Regions from separate parts of the Mus musculus genome. Here region 1 is linked to region 2. Evidence: chromatin contacts called from public promoter capture Hi-C data. All regions are on one chromosome and are shown on one strand. The core of a region is the stretch at or near the end of the contact, and the rest is flanking DNA. Distances in the headings are between cores, read along the strand shown.

Region 1 (5,803 bases), core at 2,467-4,966, 3.0 Mb before region 2:
GCCAGGGCTATTCAGAGAAACCCTGTCTCAAAAAAACAAAAAATAAATAAATTTAAAAAAAGTATGATGGGAAAGTTTGTTGTATACTAAAGTCCCTTTTCTTTCACTTCCCCCGGGCCTTGCCCTATCTCCTTTACTGATCAGGGACAAATGGCACCTCCACTATGTCCTGTGAGCCAACACCTCCCATAATCTTACACTGGTTTTTGTCCTCAACTCCTCAGAACAAGGTCCTTCTCTACCCCCTGGCCAGCTCCTCGTTCCTAGATTTGAGCACATTCCATTTATTTCCCTAGGCCCTCCACCTAATCCATTCAAAATTCTTGGAGGACAGAAGATGTTGGATCCCCTGGAGCAGCTGGAGTCGCAGGCTATTACAAAACACCTTGGTGGATGCTGGAAATTGAACTTGGGTCCTCTAAAAGGACAGCACGTACACTTTAACCACTGAGCTACCTCCCCACCCTCTATTTAAAATTCTTAAGTAACTGTTAGTATTAATCAGCGTTCCACTGCGGCCCCTCCCCATATCCATTTCCTCTATGAGAGGTCCTGGTTATATAGTAGGTGTTCAATAAAATATTAGTCATGTTCTCCTTCCTGCAGAGTACATCCTGAGTCCCTCAGAGTCAGAGGCAAGGCCTCATGTCACTGCTTGCACAATGCCAAGCACAAGCAGGTGTTAGGACAAACAGATGACATGAATTTGGTGAGCGCCTTCTCATTTGATCAGGAAATGACTATTTTCAGATTCCTGCTTTCTCTTCAGAAACCTGCAAACCTCTCCAACCCTCCACATTGGAGTCTGGCCTTGAACTCCAGGAGGGCTGTTATACAACAAGCACGTGTATGCGGTCTATGGACTCCCTGTAAACTCAAAGTCAGCTCTACAGTTTTGGCCCTCATAAAAAGAGAGAGAGAGAGTTCTCACCTTTCCTTTTACCCAGCATGCCTTCTATTCCTGTGAAAAAGACTCACCTTTTCCAGGAAGACTTTCTTCCTAGTGACCTAGTCCTCTCTCAGGATCGGTGTGGGGAGCCAAGCAACATTGCAAAAAGCGCCCCCCCACCAACACCTATCAAAGAAATGGCTCTGCTCACCGACGAGTCAGTCTGAAGCCTATTACTTACCGCCCTGTGTACGCATGCACACAAGGTCTTAAAGCCACACGCTAATAGCACAGGAAATGCAAATTCACGGAGGAAGAGGTCCACTTTGAGATTAGAGGAATGTGGAACGCATGCCTAGACTAATTTGGTCTCTGTCCACCGCTTTGGAAGCACTCTCTTGTCATTTGGGGCCCTGAAGAGACATCTCCAGATTTGACCCGAAAGCTATCTTGAGGGAGAAGTCACTTAAATACTATTAAATCAGTTTAGAAAACATCCCTTTAACATCGCCCCAAAGAAGCTCTTGCTTCCCACAGGGACAGACTTTAGCTTTAGCTGGCTGAGCGTCTTGGGTGAACTCCAATCCCTACTAAAATTTTATGACAACCAAGCCCAGTGGTCTGCACGGAGAAGTTCTGGGAACTTCAGTTCAGTCCCTGCACTATTCCGAATTTTTTCACCCAAGGGAGTCTTTTTTGCTTACCTGTGAGAGATGAATTAATTTCTTTCTCTTTCCTTTATACTCAAAAAAGTTGATACGCATGAAGCCCATGATCATCACTGCCAGCCTCTGTTTCTGCTTCCCAAGGGCCTGCAGCCCACCCAGCCTGGAGGGTGTCTATATGTGACCTCATGCGGAAGGCACATGTATGTGCAAATATTCCAAGCATCCCTTAACTTGTTTGTTTTGTGGACTCTGAGCTCTCTGTTGTTTCCTAATTGCTCAAGCCTCTCTATTTTCTTGCCAGGCACAGATAGTTAAGAGATACTGAGAAGATAACCAAGAGCTGGTAACCAGTAACCGGAAGAGGACTCTACTCAGTTATCAAGCTGGCCCCAAACAGAAGTTCCTGTTGACATTGGTCAGGAGACTCAGAGAAACGCCATGGGCATACTGAGTGGGTAGAGGTCCTTTGAGAGTCAGGGAGGGGAGCCAAATTCTTAGGTTGGAGAGTTCACAGGGCAATGGCGATCAATACGGCACTTTTGATCTGCACAGTTACTCAGGTACAAAGCGCCACTACCCTTTGTCCTTCTTTATGTTTCTCTCTGCTAATAGAACTCTTTACCCTAAATTAAGATTATTATTTAGCTTTGATGTTGTCTTTATATTTGCAAAGTACTTTATAATCCCCCATTAGCTATTTTATTCTCTTCTCATTAGCGCCACCCACTTCGAAAAGGTTATCTCAAGACTGAAGAGACAACACAGTGAGCTCTGAGCTTGTGACTGGATCCTGCCCATTGACTTCATAGATTCAAGCTAAGGGTGCTTGGTAGACCACACAGGGAAGCACAGAGTGAAAGAGCCAAGAACTTTACAAGAGTTTTCTTGGAGGAGTGGGAGAGACCCAAAGGCCAATCAACTGCTCTCCAGTGATGTGATAAAAGCCTGTGCATTTTTACTTTAATTTGTTGGCAATAAAATTGAGAGTTTCTCACGAGTGCAAATTAAGAGTATGGTAACTAAACGCATCTTTACTAGGAAAACGGCCCTCTTGACTGACTCATTGCCTCCATAAACAGAGCTGAGAACAGAGGGAAAAAAAGTGTCTGAACATAATGGTGTCCATCCATTGTTTCTTGAGAAAGAGACCAACACTAATTGCAGAGATGTGTCCCTTGGTGACTCTGAGCCTGGACTCTGTCTGGATCCTTCTCGCTGTCTGTGACAAGTGGCTGGGCTGGTGCTGCTCTTCTGACTACCCTCTCTTTGTTATGTTTTCCTCTTTCTTTCTTCCTTTCCTTTGCCTCTCATGGAAATACACCCACACTTCCTGAGGAAATGCGCGCTCATCTCTAGTAGGCACTCTCTTCAGGAGTTCCCATACACTCTAGTGTTTCCAGATGATTGCTACATCAGGTCTCTAAGGGCAATCTGGCCTGTGGTTCCATAGGCCCACTAGACGTCATTTGTTGTCTTAATGGTACCCCCGAACTCAGGTTTAAGCATCACCTCCTCCCAGCACGCCACCCTAAGTCAATAACCCTTCTTGTCTGACTTACCTTTGTTAGTGTCTCCACCCTTTCCCTGGAGACGCAGACTGAGCACCCAGAGCCGATATGAATCCTTCCTGTATCTAATCACTAGTCTTGGAGAACTACCCTTTCTGTCCCTAGAGTCAGAGGCTCCAGCCAGTCTCTCAACCTTCTAACAGTCTCTGTTTCACTGTACGAACAATCTTCCTAAACTAAATACTCTAGCTCCATCGTTGCTCTGTCCAGATATGAACAATCTTCTGAACTAAGTTCAGACCTTGGCCTATCAACTCGAGGTTTGCTGTACAGCCCCCGGAAGCAGTAAACTTGGTTTTGCATTTCAACTCTGGCACTTCTAAGATGTGATGGATCTTCCCTATCTGAATCTCTATCAAAAAAAAAGAGGGGGGGGGGAGTAGGCCCAGAGAGATGTCCTAAGCAGTTAAGAAGTGTGTATTGCTTTTGCAGAGAATCTGAGTTAAGTTCCTAGTGCTGTGCTGGGAGGCTCACACTGCCTGTAATTACAGCTCCAGGGAGATGTGGTGCCTCTGGTCTCAAGGGCATCCACACTCACATGTGTGCACCCAAGTACAGGTACACATACACAACTAAAAATAAAGTTCATCGGTTAGGTATGGTGGCGCATGCCTTTAATCCCAGCACTGAAGAGGCAGAGGCAGGTGGAACTCTGTGAGTTCAAGGCCAGACTGGTCTACAGAGTGAGTTCCTGGCCTGCTAATAATAATAATAATAGTAACAATAACAACATGAACGACAACAATAATAATAATAATAGTTATTATTATCATAACAACAATAATAAAATAAAACAGTAACAATAACTGTTTGGTTTCAGACCCTGGAACAAGGGACGGAGGTGCAGATTTCAGGCATCAAAGCAGACCTGGAGCCTCCGGGTTCTTCCTGCATCCTTCAGTCCCTAGCTGGCATATCCTGCTCCCAACCCTGAACTTTCCAGCCCAGGGGCTGGCTGTCCTTCCCCCAGCTGTTCTTCCCTATATAATCCAGACATTTTGGGCCTCTCTTTCTTTCCCTTCTCCCTCTCCTCCTCTCCCTCTCTCTGAGAGTTCTCTTTCTCGATTTCTCTTTCCACTTCTCTCTCTCTCCTTTCCCATGGTGACTTCTCTGGTCTTTGTCCTCGGGGCCAGAGAACCCTCCTGAGAGCAGCTTCCCAATAAACCTGCATTTAATATAATCTGATTTGGCTTGAATTGGCTCATTTCACAATAAATAAATAAATTAATAATAATAATAAATTTTAAAAGAGAACAGTATCCAAAAAGCTCACTGTAGAAATGGTCCCATATTTAAGGCACTAGCTATTTCCACACACAGTATGGCTACAAAGTATGACTTCTGTTTGTCTCCTTGGTGTCATCCCTGTTTCTTTCCTGAGTGTACCTCTTGTCCAAAACAAATGGTCTGACAGTTCTCACACTCTGTTGGAATATGACCTATGCAAGCCCCACTAAGCCTTCAAGTGTATACACATGTATGCACTGCTTCTTTCATGGGGAATCTCAGAAATGCCCCAAATGTCTTGTGTCCTTTTAAACTATTATATACTATCTTTTTTTCCTTTCTGCTTTATTTCATGAGAGTATCACTCCAGGGGAGGCTTGTCTTCATATCTCACGCAGCAGTGTCCTAACATAATGATCAATAAATGAATGCTTTATTGATATTAAAAGCCTGAGCTTTTGGTCTCCCAAGAGTGTGTTTGCTTGAATTACCCACTAAGCACTTTTTAAAATAGCAAACAATTGAAAGAGAAGCTAAGTGAGTCTGGAACTCAATCCAGTGCTACGTCAGCCAACAGGAATGGTCCAGACCTTGCTCCCACTTAAGATGCAATAAGTTGGTTATTGGGCGAAGCCACAGAAGTCTATTTGCATACCTTCACTTTTATTTTATTCTACTTTACTTTGCATGTCAAGGCCGAAGGTCAATGTTGAGAATCTTCCTTGGTTACTTACCACTTTATTTTTGAGATAACATCTCTCCCTGAACCTGAATCTAGAACCTGATCACTGGTCAGTGAGCTCCAAGAATTTACCTCTCAACTCTGGCCTCACCTCCCAGTGCTGACGACCTAGCTGTATGCAGCTGCGTCCAGCTTTCCAGCTGGGTGCTGGGATCCACGCTTGGGTTCTTATGCTTGTGTGGGAAGTCGCTTTCCCAACTGAGCTGGCTGCCAAGCTCCATTTGAACACACGAAACATTATTTTTAGAATGACAATGTGTATGAGTGTCTTGATTGCATATATGTATGCATACTATGTATGTGCCTGGTGCCCATGGAGGTCAGAAGAGGGCATCAGGTCCCCTTGAACTGGAGTTCGGATGGTTATGAACGACCGTGTGGGTTTGGGGAACTGAACCCTGTCCGCTACAGGAGCAACAAGTGCGTTGAACCATCTCTCCTGCGTCTCCCCCGCCCCCACTTGAATACATTTAAGTGAGACCGTATTTGTCATAGAAATGGGCAGGACAAATCGCAGGTCGTCTGTCCTAGGAATCAATCTCCATTAGGCTGACAGCGACTCCACCCATGCAGAAAAGGAGGTTCTAGCAGCCATGTGTTTCATGGGTTCTGACAGTGCTTCTACCTTCCTCTGGCTGTCTTCCAATACTTTCCTCTTGGCCCAGTTAACAAGTGGGTAATTATATGACATCAGCTATCATAGGGTGGC
Region 2 (5,914 bases), core at 1,568-4,067:
TGGCTATTCGGGGGATGCTTTTATATTGATGGTATACAGCCCGAATCTGTCTTTTTTTTTTTTTTTTTTTTTTTGCATTCTGCCCCCTTCTCTGGGTGGGGAGGGGGGGTAAGTCTGTGTAACTATTTTTCATGCATTTAATATATTAATTATCCGGTAAATACTCCCCAGGCTGTGCTCGGGACATTGGAGACTGACAGGTTCTCAGTGAGCCTCCGAAGGCAGCGCATCAGCCTGCAGTGTATTATGTTGGCGAGGTCAGGGTGGGGTTAATGTAACTTTTTATTTGCTGATTTTTCATAGGCGGGAGCAAAGCTGGGATGGAGAGGAGGGCGGGGGAGGAAGGGATGGAGGGAGGGGGGAAGCAGAAGGTGCCACAGGAGCAGAGATAATGGCGAGGCAGAGCTCTCCACCCCCAGTTCACCTCTGTCAGTGCTGGGAGGTTTGATTAGGTAAGAAAGGAACAGCGTGGTCTTTCTCTCTGGCTCCAGTTCAACACCACACATCCCCGGTGACACCCCTGGGCACGAAGCTTTCCAGGGCTAGCTGCATCTTTATCATCGGACTACTCCTTATTGTCTGAAAAGGAACTCAGGGTCTTGGGCTGGAGGAGAAAACCCACAGAGTCACCTGGGGAGGAGCACTGGCCAATGTCTTTTGGCACATCCCCAGTGGGTGAGCATGCAGCCTTGTGGGCATGTGGGCATGTGATCTGGGTTTGTCCTCATGTATCCTATCCTCAAGGAGACCCCTGTGCCCATTCACAAAGCACAGCTTCTGGCAGCAAAGAAGGGGAATGGCGAGTGGGTTCTGCTGTCTCTGACTTCTCTTCTCTGTCAATGTCCTCTACCTAGAACTTGGGGGGTGGAGAGAGAGAGAGAGAGAGAGAGAGAGAGAATATCTATCACCTACCCCCATAAAAAGCCCAGGAGGAGACAGGGCACTCTGTGTGCCACTGGGTGATCGCCAGGCCTAGATGAGCTCCAAGTCTGAAGAGGGTAAATGTTGCTTAGGTTACTCTGGGGCTTTCGGTTTCCAGCATCCTGCCCCCACCCTGTCATCTGCTGCTGGCCCCAAGAGGGCAGCACAGGGGTGTCTTCTCGCTGGCCTAGGCACCTAAATGGTGAATCCCTTTGGAAATTTTAGTTTTGTTTTGTATGGTTCTGCACATATGTGCATGTGTGTGTGCTTTTAAGAACAGAAATCCTTATAGTACAGAAAAGTAGAAATACTTTTTGATGGTAAAGACATAGTGGGTGTATGTTTTAAAACCCCATGGACATATGTGTATGCACTTGTGTGACGCTGGGGATTGAACCCAGGGCCCTATAGAAGCGTTCTACCACCAAGTACACCAAGACAGGACAAGGGTTATCCCGGCTGAACCAGGAGCCCAGCACAAGTTCAGGGCCTCAGTTCTGCCCAGGACTACCGTGTAATGTCCCCCCTTTTCTTTTATTTGACAAAGTTAAGTGTGTGTGTTTGGGAAGGGGGAAATCTGAGGCCTTGCACACCCGTGCACTTTGTTCATAGATGATACGGAGTGCGCACACACACACACACACACACACACATGCGCACGCGCACGCACACACACACTTTCATGCTGCTCCAAGGAGAACAATGACCAGCTTGTGTTCAAGAATAAGACAGGTCTGGCCTCATGTCCTTGGTTTGCTATTTCCTGCTCTGTGACCTTAGGAGCGTTTCTTCCCTGCTTTCAGACTCAGTTTCCCCATCTGTGAATTAAGGCTAATTACATGGGGGAAAGAAACAAATAAGATTATAAAGGATAAAAATGTGGTACATGTAAGATTCTTAGGGCAGTATCTGACAAGCATGGGTAGGTTAGACAGCAAGACTCAGTGGGCATTTTCCATTGCCATCTCTGTTACGCCAGCAGGGGGAGGCCCATCCAGGAGTCAACTCTATTGAACAACTCTACTGGAGTCTGGTGTTCCCACATGCTGCCTTGTTTGATCTTGTCAATGTCCTTATGAGGTTCATAAGTACTATCAGACTATCAGACTAGTAAGGAAGCTAAGGCTCAGAGGTTTCAGTGGATGATGTCCCAGCCTGAGATCAGCTGGGAAGAAAGAGCCAAGGTTTGGATATTGGGATTCATGACACTCAAGAGCTCTTCTCCTCCTCTTCTACTTCTACTTCTTTTTTTTTTCTTTTCAAAAAATTTTTTTTATTGATTTATTATATGTTAGTACACTGTAGCTGTCTTCAGACACCCCAGAAAAGGGCATCGGATCCCATTACAGATGGTTGTGAGCCACCATGTGGTTGCTGGGATTTGAACTCAGGACCTTTGGAAGAACAGTCAGTGCTCTTAACTGCTAAGCCATCTCTCTAGCCCTCTCCTCCTTCTCCTCCTCCTCCTCCTCCTCCTCCTCCTCCTCCTCCACCTCCTCCTCCTCCTCCTCCTCCTTTCTTCTCCTCCTCCTCTTCTTCCTCCTCCTCCTTCCTCTTCTTCTTCCTCTCTCTTTCTTTTTCTTTTTTGGACAGAGTCTCATGTATTCCAGGTTAGCCTCAAACTTCATATGTTTCTGAGGACACTCATGATCTTCTGGTTCTTCTGCCTCCACCTTCTGAGTGCTGAGATTATAAATGTGCACTACCACATCTGGTTTATATGGTGCATTCTGGGGATCAAACTCAGGGCTTTGTGTATGGTAAGCAAGCATTCTACAAACTGTGATGCAATATGGCAGAACTCTGAGCAATTACTCTGTTCTGGGCCCTGGGGAGGGACTCTCATTGGTCACAGAGGGTATTGTCATCGCCTTTGAGAAAGGTGGAGCCCACTTAGGGGAGACCAGATACTTCAGAGGGTTCAGAGTGGTTATAGGAGAAGGTACCAGTACCAACTTGAGCAACATTAGCCCCTACTTCCTTCCTCCCTCTCTTCCTCCCTCTCTTCCTTCCCGTTGGATGCTCTTGCTATTTACACATCAGCTCTTGTTCTGTTCTGTTTTGTTTTGTTTTGCTTTGTTTTTCTAGACTGAGTTTCTCTGCGTAGCCTTTGCTGTCCCAGAACTAGTTCTGAAGAACAGGCTGGTCTCAAACTCTGAGATCTGCCTGCCTCTGCCTCCTAAGTGCTGAGATTAAAGGTGTGCAGCACCACCAACTGGCTATGTGTCCACTCTTTTACATGCATTATTTATTATTTTGCACAGCTGTTAACAAGAGTATTTATGTGTGGAGTTGCTGATTGTAATCACAGTAAAAGGAGAAGTGACATTTGAAGGCCTACTGTGTACTGAACTCGGAACAAAGGGAGTTCTGAGTAACTATATAACTTCAGCACATCTTCTCAGCAACCTGATGAGGTATGTAAAGTTGTTGTTAGCTCTGTATTATAGATGGGGGAACTGAAGTTTGGAACAGTTAAGTAATTTGCTCCAAGTTACACAGTGTCTTAGTTAGGGTTTCATTGCTGTGAAGAGGCACCATGACCAAGGCAACTCTTATAAAGGAAAAAAAAAAACATTTAATTGGGGCTGGCTTACAGATTCAGAGGTTCAGTTCATTATCATCCTGGTGGGAGCATGGAGGCACCCTGGCAGACATGGTGCTGGAGAAGGAGCTGAGAGTTCTACATCTGGATCAGAAGGTAGCCGGAAGAGACTGAGACATACTTCCTCCAACAAAGCCACACCCACTCCAACAAGAAGACACCTCCTAATAGTGACACTTCTTATGAGCTTATGGGGGCCAGTTTTCCCCCCAAAACCACCACACACAGTAAACACTAGAGCCTCCTCTTAGTTTGAATTCTTTTTTATTTTAGTTTTTTTTTCTTTCTTTTTTATTAACCTGTGTGTGTGTGTGTGTGCGCACACACACACAGTTCACATGTGGAGGTCAAAGGGCGACTTGTAGGAGTCTGTTCTTTCCTTCCACCATGTGGGCTCTGGGTCATCAGGTCATCAGGCTTGGTGGCAAGTGCCATTACCCGCTGAGCCCTGAGTTAAACTCTTAATAGTGAAGGATCACAGGACAAATCCCCTGCCACCTCCCTCCACTCCCGTCACTCTCTTCGCCAGTCAGAGATCTATGAAGTAAAAATTTCCCAAACCCACATATATAAGTACACGTATAGAGAGAGACTTTTTTCCTTAACATTAACCATCCTGCTGCAATGGTCTGACAGTTCATCTCCCTCATTTTATGCCAGAAAATACAGTTCTCTTCCATTCTTGTATCTGTCACCTAGTATTCCACAGAATGGATTCACTGACGGAATTCACGTCCGTTTGGCTTGTTTTTAATATTTTGATATTGCATGCAATGAGCAATGCTTCCCCTAAGCTAGTACAAGCCTCTTAGGCTTGTGAGCTCAGACCTAAAAGATGAATTACCAAATGGAGGAGAGTGTGCCTTTAACAGTTTCTCAGTTGTCGCCTAACTGTCCTCCCCAGAGATGACTCTCCCCAGAGCACGAGAGACGATCTCCATTTCATTACTTCTTTGACATTGCATTCTCTCTCTCTCTCTCTCTCTCTCTCTCTCTCTCTCTCTCTCTCTCTCTCTCCTAAACTGGTATATCAGTAAAAAATCTCTTTGTTATTTTAATTTCCCTGATTACTACTGAGACTGGGGATTTTTATATTTATAGACCTTTTTTTTTCTGCTGTATTCATCGTTTTTCTGTATCATACATGAATATGCTTTGCCTATTTTTTTATTGAATCCAAGAGTTTAAGGTCTTTATAATATTAATTTCCTCATTATAAAAGTAATGCATGCTAAATTAAGAACAGTAGAAAACAGAAAATAGTAACGAAAGTGTATATTGTGTATAATCTCACACAAAGAAAAACATTTAGCAGCATATCTTTGCATTTTTATGCAAATCTATATGTGTGTACCATGCCATTCATAGCATAGCATGAAATATACTTTCTTGGGTGCTTTTCCCACTGGACATTATAAAAAGCATATTAACCTTTGTTATTAAAGATCCTAAACACATTTTTTATGTTTAGCATGATCAAATTGGTATGTAAAAAATTATTTGAACATTACTCTAGTTGCTAGATATGTTTCACTATTATAAAGAAAAATATCTTCCCACAACAGGCGTGGTGGCATACATCTTTGATTCTAGCACTCAGGAGACAGAGGCAGATTTCTGAGTTCAAGGCCATCCTGGTCCATATAGTGAGTTTCAAGCTAGCCATAGCTATACAATGAGACCCTGTCTCAAAAAAAAAAAAAAAATCCTGTCTACATTGTTGGCTATTTCCTTAGGAGAAAATTACTTCGAATTTTGTGAAGTAATAGGTGAAAGGATATGCAGTTTCAAAAAAATTTAAAATCTCAGTGGGCAGTGGTGGCACATGCCTTTAATCCCAGCATTTGGGAGGCTTAGACAGACGGATTTCTGAGTTCAAGGCCAGCCTGGTCTACAGAATGAGTTTCAGGACAGCCAGGGCTACACAGAGAAACCCTGTCTTGAAACATTCCCATCAATTCTGCATGACACACATTTAAATCCTTAATTTAAAAAACAAACAAAAGGCCAGCAAGATGTCTCAGCAGGTCTTGCCAAACATGAGGACCTGTGTTCGATTCCCAGAGCCTATATGGTAGAAAAAGAGAACCAACTCCCACACGGTGTCTTCCCAGTGTGTGTCCACATACATGCACACAAAATAAACAATAAAATAAAATGTTTTTTTTTTAAAAGAACAAAAGGTCCTTGCCACCAATCCTGACCAACTGTGTTGGAGCCCTGGGGTCCACATGATGGGAGGAGAGCTGACTCCTGTGAGCTACACTCCGACCTTCACACAGGCGTCGTGGCACACCTGCAGTTCCTCCCAAATAAAAACAGAGAGAATAATAAATGCAAAACAAATAAGTAAATAAATGTTTGATTTCTAAGAGAGAGAAAACAAAC

Evidence for each region. Promoter capture Hi-C pulls out the DNA fragments that hold promoters and counts their contacts.
Region 1: a contact with region 2 is called in a promoter capture Hi-C map of liver, with 2.5 times the contacts expected there. The contact joins the promoter of 1110028F11Rik here to the promoter of 1700109G15Rik in region 2. A contact is called at or near these places in 2 of 39 promoter capture datasets (the 3T3-L1 cell line and liver).

Annotation. Positions count from the first base shown.
Region 1 is chr11:87,697,437-87,703,239 of GRCm38.p6, reverse strand. 1110028F11Rik (RIKEN cDNA 1110028F11 gene) reads right to left here and starts at 3,716. Exons shown (of 2, transcript NR_045139.1): 1 at 1,594-3,716. The region is part of intron 2 of Rnf43 (ring finger protein 43); the gene reads right to left.
Region 2 is chr11:84,717,335-84,723,248 of GRCm38.p6, reverse strand. It overlaps 1700109G15Rik (RIKEN cDNA 1700109G15 gene), which reads left to right and starts at 2,817. Exons shown (of 3, transcript NR_046197.1): 1 at 2,817-2,863; 2 at 3,186-3,338.